2 separate regions of the Mus musculus genome follow, and region 2 is linked to region 1. The links are chromatin contacts, called in public HiChIP or PLAC-seq maps. All regions are on one chromosome and are shown on one strand. The core of a region is the stretch at or near the end of the contact, and the rest is flanking DNA. Distances in the headings are between cores, read along the strand shown. Region 1 overlaps Rell1 (RELT-like 1). Region 2 overlaps Tbc1d1 (TBC1 domain family, member 1).

Region 1 (5,337 bases), core at 62-2,561:
TCAGGAGGTGACTTAGACTGTGTCAGCTCGAGCCTATGCTCGCACCCTTTATCCCCCTCTATCGGGATCCCCAGACCTGTGTACAGCTCGTAGCCTTTGAAGCACAAAACTTTGATGTAATGGAAATATTCCCAGAGCTTTGTCGCCATCACCTAACAGAGCCGTGTGTGTCCCTCTCTGTAGACAACACTGGTAGCCACACGTTACACTCCCGAGCAGAGACCACTCCATCGTCACCCACCAACAACCCTGGGAATGGACACCCGGAATACATCGCGTACGTGCTCGTCCCTGTGTTCTTCGTCATGGGTCTCCTTGGTGTCCTCATCTGTCACTTACTTAAGAAGAAAGGCTACCGGTGTACAACAGAGGCGGAACAGGAAGTCGAAGAGGAAAAGGTGGAAAAGATAGGTAAGTAACCTCTGCTTTAAAAGGAAATGGCTTGAGGAGTGGGTTCTAAGTGGAAAAAACAAAACTTCATATATAATCCATTTCTTTATGAGGAAAACTATTTTCTGCAGTAATCAGAGTTTGAAACCTTGCCTGCATTTATTGAATGCTTGCTGAGGGTTTACTTCAGAGCCTGGTAGCCCGGGACTGTTATTTGTATGGTATATATTTATTTCTAATTGTATTGACAGTGAATTTAATGAGGGTACCTTCTCTCCACTTTGAAGGGTTAATGTGAAATTTTGAGACAAGGTGTTTTGGTGATTGGCACTTACTCATAAGCCTAATCCTTGCTGTTACTTATTGAATCAAGATTCTAATAAGAACGGTAGGGACGTGAAACGGGTCTCATCGGGTTTGCTGTGTTAAGTATCACTGGAGGAGTTCTCATTGAAGTCCATGTGACTGAACTGTATATTATTAATGAATAGATGTTTGTCATAGTTCGGTAGAGCTGCAGCAAGAACTGGTGCTTCCATGTGAGTGTCAGGGCGCTCATCTTTCCCTCTGCACATATGTTGATAGCTTGTGGTGGGGTCACCTCCATCCACAGCATGTCTTCCTCACTGATATTCCTATCCAGTCCTGCCTGAGGGAGGTTTCCTGATGGGTCCCAGGACTGGCAGCTCACTCTTCATCCAGCTCAGCCCCTCTGTGCCATCTTTGCAGGGAGGTGACATTTGGAGTAGGTCACCCATGGAGCCTACCGGCAGGGAAGGTTTCTCAGTGGTGGCTTGCCAGCTTGCTGGACTGTTGGTTTTTCCACCCCCACTGACCTTTGAGGCTGGGGAACATGGGTGAACAGGATGAGTCACGCTCAGCGAATGAGCAAACCGGCCTTGAGTGTTTGTCAACAGAGCAGGGCCTCCCCCGCTGTTCCTTCTAACCCACGAAGCAGGCTGGCTCAGGCTGGCTCAGGCATCAGCCCCCACTGTGACTGTCCAAACATCTATAGGTCATAGGGGAGAAGCCTCCCTTGGGGTGCAGAGGACACTCCTGCAGGTACATGGGTGTGCTGTTGTCCCAGTCTGTACAATGTCTCAATCCAGTCTCAGCTGGTCCTGCTAAATAAATTATACAGATCGGTTTCCAAATGGAGGCTTGCCCCTCTTTCTCCGCCTGACTTGGCTGTCACGTGCTGGGTCCCCAAAGTAAACTGAGTCTGTAAACAAATAACCAGTGCCCAAATTTAGCTACCTTGTTTCAAAGGAAAAGAGAGTTTTATAAACATGGATGAATACTTAGTACTTACTTGTTCAGTTGAAACCATTAATCAGTAGGCCAGTTGTATACAGCATGTCTGAGATTCGATAAAACCTTTTCGTGATCCTTCTTCTTGTTTCTCCAGAGGGTTGAAGGTAATAAGGAAAGATAGGAGAACGTGGGGGCAGAGATACATGCACTCCTGTAGTGTCATGCAAAGCAAGGGGATGCTGGACAGTCCTGCGCCTTTTCTGTTTAATTTATAAATGCGTGTTCAGCCCAGGAATTCAAAAACGTGTGGCATCGGGAAGGTGGGGCTGAAGGATTAAAGCTAGACTCTTTGCACTGTGTGAGGGTGCTTAAACTTTCTGGAAGGTATTCGGCGAGGCCTTAGGCTCTCAGATAAATGTCTAGTTGACTTGTTGCAGGTGATGGATCGTAACGCCGCTCTGTCCTCTTTCTCTCTTAGAGTTGAATGACAGTATAAATGAGAACAGTGACACGGTCGGCCAGATTGTCCAGTACATTATGAAAAATGAAGGTAAGGATATCTTCGTGCTTTGGGGCATCTCAGTGTTATTTAAAAATCTCCTTAGAGTCAGAATTTGAATGGCTTCGCAGGGCTTTTACCTGAACTCTGTAACTCCTCAGCTTTTAGCACTGTCACAACAGGAGAGGTTGCCTTGGTGGTGTTTGGTGGCTTCAGCACAGCAAAGGGCCAGGAAGGTCGATAGCTTCTAGGCTGTGTATCACGTGACTTTATAAAGCCTCAGCTTCCTCCTATGGAGTGAGAGTTACATTACACAACTGTGTAGGGTAGCACAAGCGATGTGCTGGGAGTCATAAGGACTCACATCTTAGCTGGTTCTTGTGTTTCACATTTAAGGACATGAGTTTGAACTGGGAAGAAATTGAGGCATCCTGGTAAGAACTGGGGAGTGACGGCCAGGGCCCACGTGCCTGTAACACCAGCCAATGGGTGAACTGCAGGTTCAGTGAGAGAGCCTGTCTCCAAATAGGAGGAGAGTGATTGAGGAAGATGCCCACATGGACCTCTGCCCTCTGTGTGCACGCATATGAATATTCTCTCACGCATCACACACACACACACACACACACTTACTTTTGCCAGTTTAACCGCTTGGCCATTTGGAAGGGGGGAGTTGGGTAGCATCCGTGTCCTTTCTAAGAGCTACACCAGTGTCAGCGTATTCCAGAACTTCCTCGGCACCCCACTCTGAAAGATAGCTGCTTCTCTCCCTGTTCCTTCCTCCCCAAACCACCTGCAAAGGTGCTTTGCTTTCTGCCTCTATGTTTGTATCTTCTAGGCTATCCAGTATTAAATGTGGATAGAGCTTAAGCATTAGGGCTTAAGTATCTTTTTTTTTTTTATATATAGTTTCTTTTTTGAGATAGGGTCTCATGTGGTCCAGCCTGGCTTTGAACTCGGTATATAGCCAAGGATGGTCCTGAACCTCTGGTCCACCTCCCCTTATCTCCTAAATGTTGGGATTATAGGCATGCGCCACTATGCTCAGCCTATGAAATGTATTTTAAGGCAACTTTTTAAGAGAAGGATCCAATTGTTACTAAATGAATTAGGGTCTTTGTTCTGGAGGCTGAGGGTTGTCTTAATAGGATGATGTTTTCTGTTGCTATAACTGAGTACCCCAAGCTTGACGAGCTATAAAGAACAGAAGTTTATTTAGCTCATGGTTCTAGAGGCTGACAAGTCGACGTGTGGGGCCAGCATCTGCTTGGCACCTGGAGAGGGCCTTCACTGCTACGTTCTGAGCTGGAAACGTGACGAGACAGAGCAGTCATGTCAGAAAGAATCTGCTTTTATGAAAAAAACCACTCTCTCAGTAATCCACGAATCTAAGAATCCATGAGCAGGCCAGTGACCCAGTCACCCCAAGGCGACTCCAAATGCCAACAGAATGACTTTGGGGAGTAATGTTTCTGACACGTGAGTGAATTTTAGGACACACCCAAACCAGAACAGAAACTTGGTTCTTCGTGCTTTATCAGGTCTGTGGTACTCCTTACCCCATCTGCTGAAGTGCTACAGTGTCCACTTCTGTTGGCAGATGCCACCGTCCCATCACCAGCCTCTCTCTGGGACCTTGGTCCCCACACCGCTCAGCGAGAGCATCCACCTGGCCCCAGACTGAGAGCTGCACCTGTTTCCCAGCTGTGCTTTGTGTCCTTAGAACCAGCTTTATGAGAAACTGGTGTTCTACTCAGCTTGGAAGTGAAGGAAGGGAGACGCCAAGGGCTTTAGGTCCACGCGCTTCAAGCCTTCTGTCTAGTTCTAAACATTGTCCTGCTTTCAGCTTTGCAATGATATTTCTCTCTTTCAGTTTTGATAGTTTGCAAAAAAAAAATGAATGAATAAATAAACTTAGTAGAATGGTTTTTAGATAAGAACAAAAAGACAAGAACACTTGGGCGTGGGCCTGTTTTTCAGAGATTTCCCATCAGGGCATGGGATTGGCAGTACTGAATCCCAGCACACTAGTTACAACCTAGAGTGTTTTCAGGTTGACTCTGAGGCTAAAATTCGCCACTGTATGCAACAAGCACCTCGTTACCCCACCTTGTATTCCATAGTTCGCGCAACCTCAAACTTGATTTCAATTTAGACTTCACTGTTATTTTCCCAAACTGGCACTCTATATTTACAAATTATAACTGCACTCTGAACTTTTTAAAAGGAATTAAAAAGGAATAAGATGAAGCACACGCTCTCTATTAACATCTTCCTAGGCTCTCTGTTAACCCACAACATTTAGTTTTAATCATTTGTGTTATTGACATACAAGCAGTCTCCTGCATTGTGTTTTTAACTTGCCAGATGGGTAATTTAATTTGTCAGATGTAGTCATGATTTTTTTTAATGAAGTGAACATTGAGGTTTATTAGAATTTTAATATAGATTTAAGCCAGAAGGGGGACAACAGAATCAGACTGAAGGACAGGACAGTGGTACACACTTAGAATGACAAGCTGGCTTCCCAAGGTGACGTTCTTGCTTTGGGTTGAAGTATGTGCCTTTCCTTTTCTAAATCAATTTTAGCTTAGGTCGCTGTCCTTTGGGGTTTGGAGACAGTAGCTGATCTGCTGGGCAGGCACGTTTTGTGGCGGTGTGCTGTCTCACTGAGTATTTCTGAAAGATGTATTCCCGTGGGGGCTGGGAATCAGAGGACCTCTCTGCAAGAGCAGCATGCGCTCTAACCACTGAGCCATCTCTCTAGCCCGTGCTGTGCTTCCAATATAGGATGTGTGCAGATTTCCAACCCAAGCAGTTCTTCACGTCTGACGCCAGCTCCATGCGTGTCTAATTCACTTCTGACTCTGCCAGGGAGTTAGTGTGGTCTACCGCAGGCAAAGGGCTCAGCTTCACAAGGCTGGCCGGCTTTGCCTGGCCCCTCTGTTCCTCTAACGTGCACACTGAGAATCTGAGAATCCCCCAGTCCCTTCCTCGGGTTTGCTAGAATGGCTCCCAGAAGGCCGGGATATGCTATTACATTCAGTGCTTTGTTAAAGGGGAACACCTAGAGGCGGGGAGCCAGGCATTGGGTTAGTGCCAGAGTTGTTATCCTCTAATCACACTGGGCGGGCCTTTCTGATTACTGGCTCCGCCCTGACTCACCTTGTTATCCTAGACTGAGTTTTACCAAG
Region 2 (4,871 bases), core at 11-2,510, 300 kb before region 1:
GAAAGGAAATCCATTATACATATAGCTCATTTCCTATGAGTCTTCCTGGGAACAAGAGAACTAAATAAATGGACCAGTGAGTCACCACAGCCCAGCGCCAGGGATACTCTGCCACACTGGACCTCAATGGTCTCACTCTGCAAAGGTTCAGGCCATACTCTCTACCTGCACACCGTTCACACAGCTGCTCTCCCAGGCCACGGGCCTTGTGTTAATGACACCCTTCATAAGTAAAGGCTCTCCACTCACCCCAACCACTGCTCATAATTCCTACCCACCCCTGACGTTTCCCATGCCCACCATGATCTGAAATTCACAAGTATGCTCTCATGTGGTTAAATAAAGATATGAGAAATACAATACATTGTTTCAAAGATATGTATAGCTTTGACTCACAAGTCAGCAAGGCAATATTTAATATATACAAAACCCAGAGACAAGAAATTCGGGGTTAAGTTTAGCCATAAACTAGCTATGAGAACTTAGTGACCAAAATTGACTTCATTGCTCTGGTTCATCGCCAGCTTCTTTATGCAGAAGAGAACAAACGGAATCACATTCAAAGCTCCACTCCACTTTGAACAACAGAACTAAGTTCCACCAGAATTTCCACACCTGAGCCACAACCATAAATAGGATGTGCTGGGATGAAAAAAAGCGCCTTCATTTCTGAATCTACCCAAGTATCAATAATTTGGTTAAAATAATAGGCCTTCCTCAAGATTAAAAAAAAAAAAAAAAAAAAAAAAAACTGGTGTTAGAAGGAATTATGCAAGGTACTAAAAGTGGGAAGCGACTGTGACAGCTGTGAAACACAAGAATGTGGGGGAGGGGTGGTAAGATTATCAGAGCCCAAGGACCAGGAAATCTGTCAGGCTGTCTCTCCTAGAACGAGAGTGAAGATTCACTCATGATACCTCTACCATATAGATGCCTAAACAAGACCTGAACAAAGACACTGACAGACATGTTAAAGTAGAAATCTCCTGGGGGCTCCACTCCTAGACAAACTGGTAACTATGTAACTAGTTAACTACAGGATGCTGAGAGTGGCTAACTACTTGGTGTTGGACAATCAATTAGGGTACTATTTCTTCCCCACTAGTGCTTCCTAACCATGTTCTTTCTCCCTTAGCCTCCCACACTGTGTGTGACCTGTTTGCCCTTTCCTACAGATTTCACACAGACCTCACCTTCCATTCTCCCCAGAACCCTGGCTGAGCCCTGCAAACACAGCCTAGTTAATTTGCAATTAACCTTCCCTTACAGGCCACCTCCCCCACCTAAACTACACAATGCTCAAAGGATGCAAGTGTTGTCGTCTCTCATCTCTGTTCCCTCAGCCCTTCACACTGTGCAACCATCATCCACTCAACCCAACTACCTATCCAACCAGGTTCTAACAGACTATGTTTACAAATGGTCTTCAGTTTCCTATTCATACTCTGATGTTAGTCAAAAATAGATTTTAACAAACAAAAGGAAACAAAAAAACAAACAGATATGAAGGGTTTGGTGTTTGTTTGTTTGTTTGTTTGTTTCAGAATGAGAAAACAGGCTCTGCAAATTTAACCAGAACAGTTCGGGTCAAAATAAGCCAACAGAGCTCACACATCTCTTCTTGTTATAACACGCGACAGATATGAAATAATCTGCAGGAAAAGAGCAAGAACACTAGGAAATGATCTTCCCAGCTTACTGTTTGTTTTGTTTTTTGTTTTTTGTTTTTTTCAGATAAGTCTACCAAAACATTGTCGAATACAACATTCCTGTTAAGATTATCAAAATCCAGCTCACAGCCTTAGCTGTCATCTTCCTTGGAGAAACACTTGCACCATGTGATACAAGTGGAAGCCAAGAGAACATGCCAGTTGAAGTGAAAAGAGGGTGCAAACAGACTAGCCTGGACGCCCCGGGAGCAGAGGCAAGACATGCTAACTAAGGACTGGAAGGGAGACAGCCGGCTGGCTCCAGCTGTGGAGAGCACACTGGCATCACGCTGTGTCTCAAAAGATCTAGGACTTCTTCCTCACCATGTCACCCTGACCAATTCTGAGGGTCCCACCTTGTTTGGCACAACCCGAAAAGTCCCTCTTGGTCCTTTGCCCCGGCACTTTGCAACTGCTCTGCTGTCTACTGGTTCTAATAGCACTTGAAATGTATTTTTGTAAGAAAGGAGAGGAGGCAAAGTATCATTTTCATCAAACACTACTCCAATTCCTAGACTGTGATAATATTCTAATGTTATGTTGAGCAAAGATGTAAGTACAAAGAAGTGTTTACACCAAAGACTTTGAACTTGATAAACTGAATGGTTACTACATAAAAAATTCAAATTTTTAAACAATGTGTTGGAGTATGAGGTACAAAAGTACCTCTTCCACTTTGGTTCCCTAGACAGCCAATTTCAAGGTCACTGATTTTCTTTTTTTAGGTTTCTCTTGCAGATGAAACAAACAAAAAATAATAAAAAACAAAATATAGAAAGAAAAAAACCCAAGTGAAACCATGGCATATGTTTTTGTTTGTTTGTTTTCGAGACAGGGTTTCTCTGTGTAGCCCTGGCTGTCCTGGAACTCACTTTGTAGACCAGGCTAGGCTGGCCTTGAACCCAGAAAATCCGCCTACCTCTGCCTTCTAAGTGCTGGGATTAAAGGCATGCGCCACCACTGCCCGGTATGGCATATGTTTTAAAAAAAAAATATGAGAGCCTTCTTACTCACAGTGCAGTCCCCAGACCAGCCACATCACCCAGGCACTCATTAGAAGTATTCCCATTGAGACCAAGAAAACTACAGCCACATTACCTGGGATACCCATGTGATTCATACACACTGGGGCAAAGCCCCCCAGGCTGGTTTTCACAGTGATTTCAGACTAGTAGAAGAACTACAATACTTTAATATCTACAACACAAGGCACCTCACACAGTGGACCAACAGCTTACAATCTGAGGGAAGATAAGCTATGGTCTCTACAGGATCCCCACTGTCCTGGGATAAAAGCTTTTCTGAAGGAGGCCACATTTCACATGTCACCTGTCCAGCCTCACCTGAGCTGATGCCCAGTGTCCCCCACCTACAAGAGACTGCAGTCCCCACACCATACATACTCAAGGCTTTCCCCCCAGGCAAGTCTGTCTGACAAACCCAGCCCCGCCCCACCCTTCCCATTATTCTCTACTCACCCAATGAATGATTAATCAGAGATGCCCCGGGAAAAGGGCAGAGGATAGAAGGGTTTTGACAGAAGGGGACTACTAGGGTACAGACATTCAGTCTAAGATGAGTTAGTGAACTCCTACAAGGAACAGACTATGATTAACCTTGTTGTCATGATGAGGCCTGCTCTGGGCTATGTTCTCCTGGAGACTGTCTTCCACTCCGGCATTCCTTCATTCTGTCTTCATAAGAACAGCCTATGCTTGAGTTATTAGCCCAAGACAATCTGCATCACTACAGGCAGAGACAGTCTCCCCCACAGCTGTACTGAAGTGTGGCTTACTCTAGCTGTGCTTAGCAGAGGCAGCACATTTCCCAAGTTCAAGGGATGGCTTGACTATTATTAAGGAGTTCTTCGCTCTTTATTAAACTTAAGCAGCCACTAATTAAATATAGCATTAATAAATATAAAGAAAGCGCCTGTGCTTTAAGGCTACATCTCATGGACAAACCAACACAGGACTGACTTCAAGCAAGACTGCAAGGTTGCCTATATAAACACTGGCAGCAGGCAGGTGGACCCCTCCCAGGAAAGGGACTCTAAAGTGGCCGTGCTATGCTCTAGAAACCTGAAGAGCAAGTCCAGTTGACCACTGGCACCCAACATGGGCTACTCCAGCCCACAGAGCACCTCCGCAGTGAATAAATACAAGCTGGGAGCCAGGACAGGACTTGCCTGAAGGCTGTGGTTAGGAGCAGCTGATCAAAGAACAAGACACACTTGTACTCTTGAACAACAAATCGCTCCAGGAAAGCAGACTGAGCACAGCCGGCAAGACAGATCATTTCAAACGCTGAAAAACAGCGATGTGACCTTCCTTCCTCACTACCCAAGTCTAGGCTAACACCATCACCTCCTAACAGAGACACTGCAGCCTGGAGCACAGCCTAAGAAACCCCATCCACAGCAAGCAGCAGTGGACAGCACCGCTGCTTTCCACCATCTATGGCTCCTTACTGTAATTAACAGCAAGTCCACACCCAGCCTAGTCTTTAGACCGCTCATTCACCCACCTGGCCTGGAGTGACCTCTCTGCACCAGCTCCCTGCTGCTGGGCCCCACCCCACCCAGTCCTCAAATTTCTTTCTCTACTTCTCTTCCTAGCACTGACCACCAACTAAAACTACTTTGGTTATCATTTGCTTCTCTGTCTCTCTGGATTAGAAAGACCACAAAAACAGGGAACTGGCCTACCTCTCTGCGATCGAACCCCCCAGCTCCTTACAACAGCCTAGCATACAGCAGATGCACTCTTAAGTCCATGTTAGGAGCCTATCGACGAAGACAAAATGTAAAAAGCTTGGTTTTATTAATTTGCATTCAATTACTTATTTAAAAAATTATTCCTTTCCTAAAGCATTTTAAAATATTTGCCTTATAAAACTAAGTGTGAGCTACACATGGTGGTGTATGTCTTTAATCCCAACACATAGGAGGAAGAGGCAGGAGGATCTCCATGTGTTTATAGGAAAACTGCCCTGTCACACACACACACACACACACACACACACACACACACGTGTGCAACCTCCTCGCCCCCCACCCCCAAACGCAAATACTTCAGAAGGCAGAGGCAGGGAGATCACAACTTTGAGGCCAGTCAAGACTATATGGTGACACTGTGTCTCAAAGAAAAACAAAAGTGAAAA

The links. HiChIP or PLAC-seq counts read pairs in DNA pulled down with a chosen protein or histone mark.
Region 2: an H3K4me3 HiChIP or PLAC-seq map of bone marrow-derived macrophages shows a contact between it and region 1, with 4 times the contacts expected there. The contact joins two enhancer-like sites. A contact is called at or near these places in 1 of 39 promoter capture datasets (cranial neural crest), 1 of 484 Hi-C or Micro-C datasets (embryonic stem cells), 6 of 115 datasets of contacts at active chromatin or transcription factors (bone marrow-derived macrophages, embryonic stem cells, forebrain and 2 more) and 1 of 9 other capture datasets (adipose tissue).

The regions. Positions count from the first base shown.
Region 1 is chr5:63,932,880-63,938,216 of GRCm38.p6, reverse strand. Rell1 (RELT-like 1) reads left to right here. Exons shown (of 7, transcript NM_145923.4): 2 at 184-411; 3 at 2,123-2,194. Among named protein-coding and RNA genes, the nearest start is that of Rell1, 33 kb to the left of the region's middle. Within about 2 kb of position 1,311, at least 76 of the 459 cell types and tissues checked have an H3K27ac peak or open chromatin away from gene starts, as enhancers often do. A contact at or near this core is called in bone marrow-derived macrophages, embryonic stem cells and pancreatic cancer cells, where this site is marked.
Region 2 is chr5:64,233,815-64,238,685 of GRCm38.p6, reverse strand. All of the region lies in intron 2 of Tbc1d1 (TBC1 domain family, member 1), which reads right to left. Among named protein-coding and RNA genes, the nearest start is that of Gm46913, 11 kb to the left of the region's middle. Within about 2 kb of position 1,260, at least 26 of the 459 cell types and tissues checked have an H3K27ac peak or open chromatin away from gene starts, as enhancers often do. A contact at or near this core is called in bone marrow-derived macrophages, embryonic stem cells and pancreatic cancer cells, where this site is marked.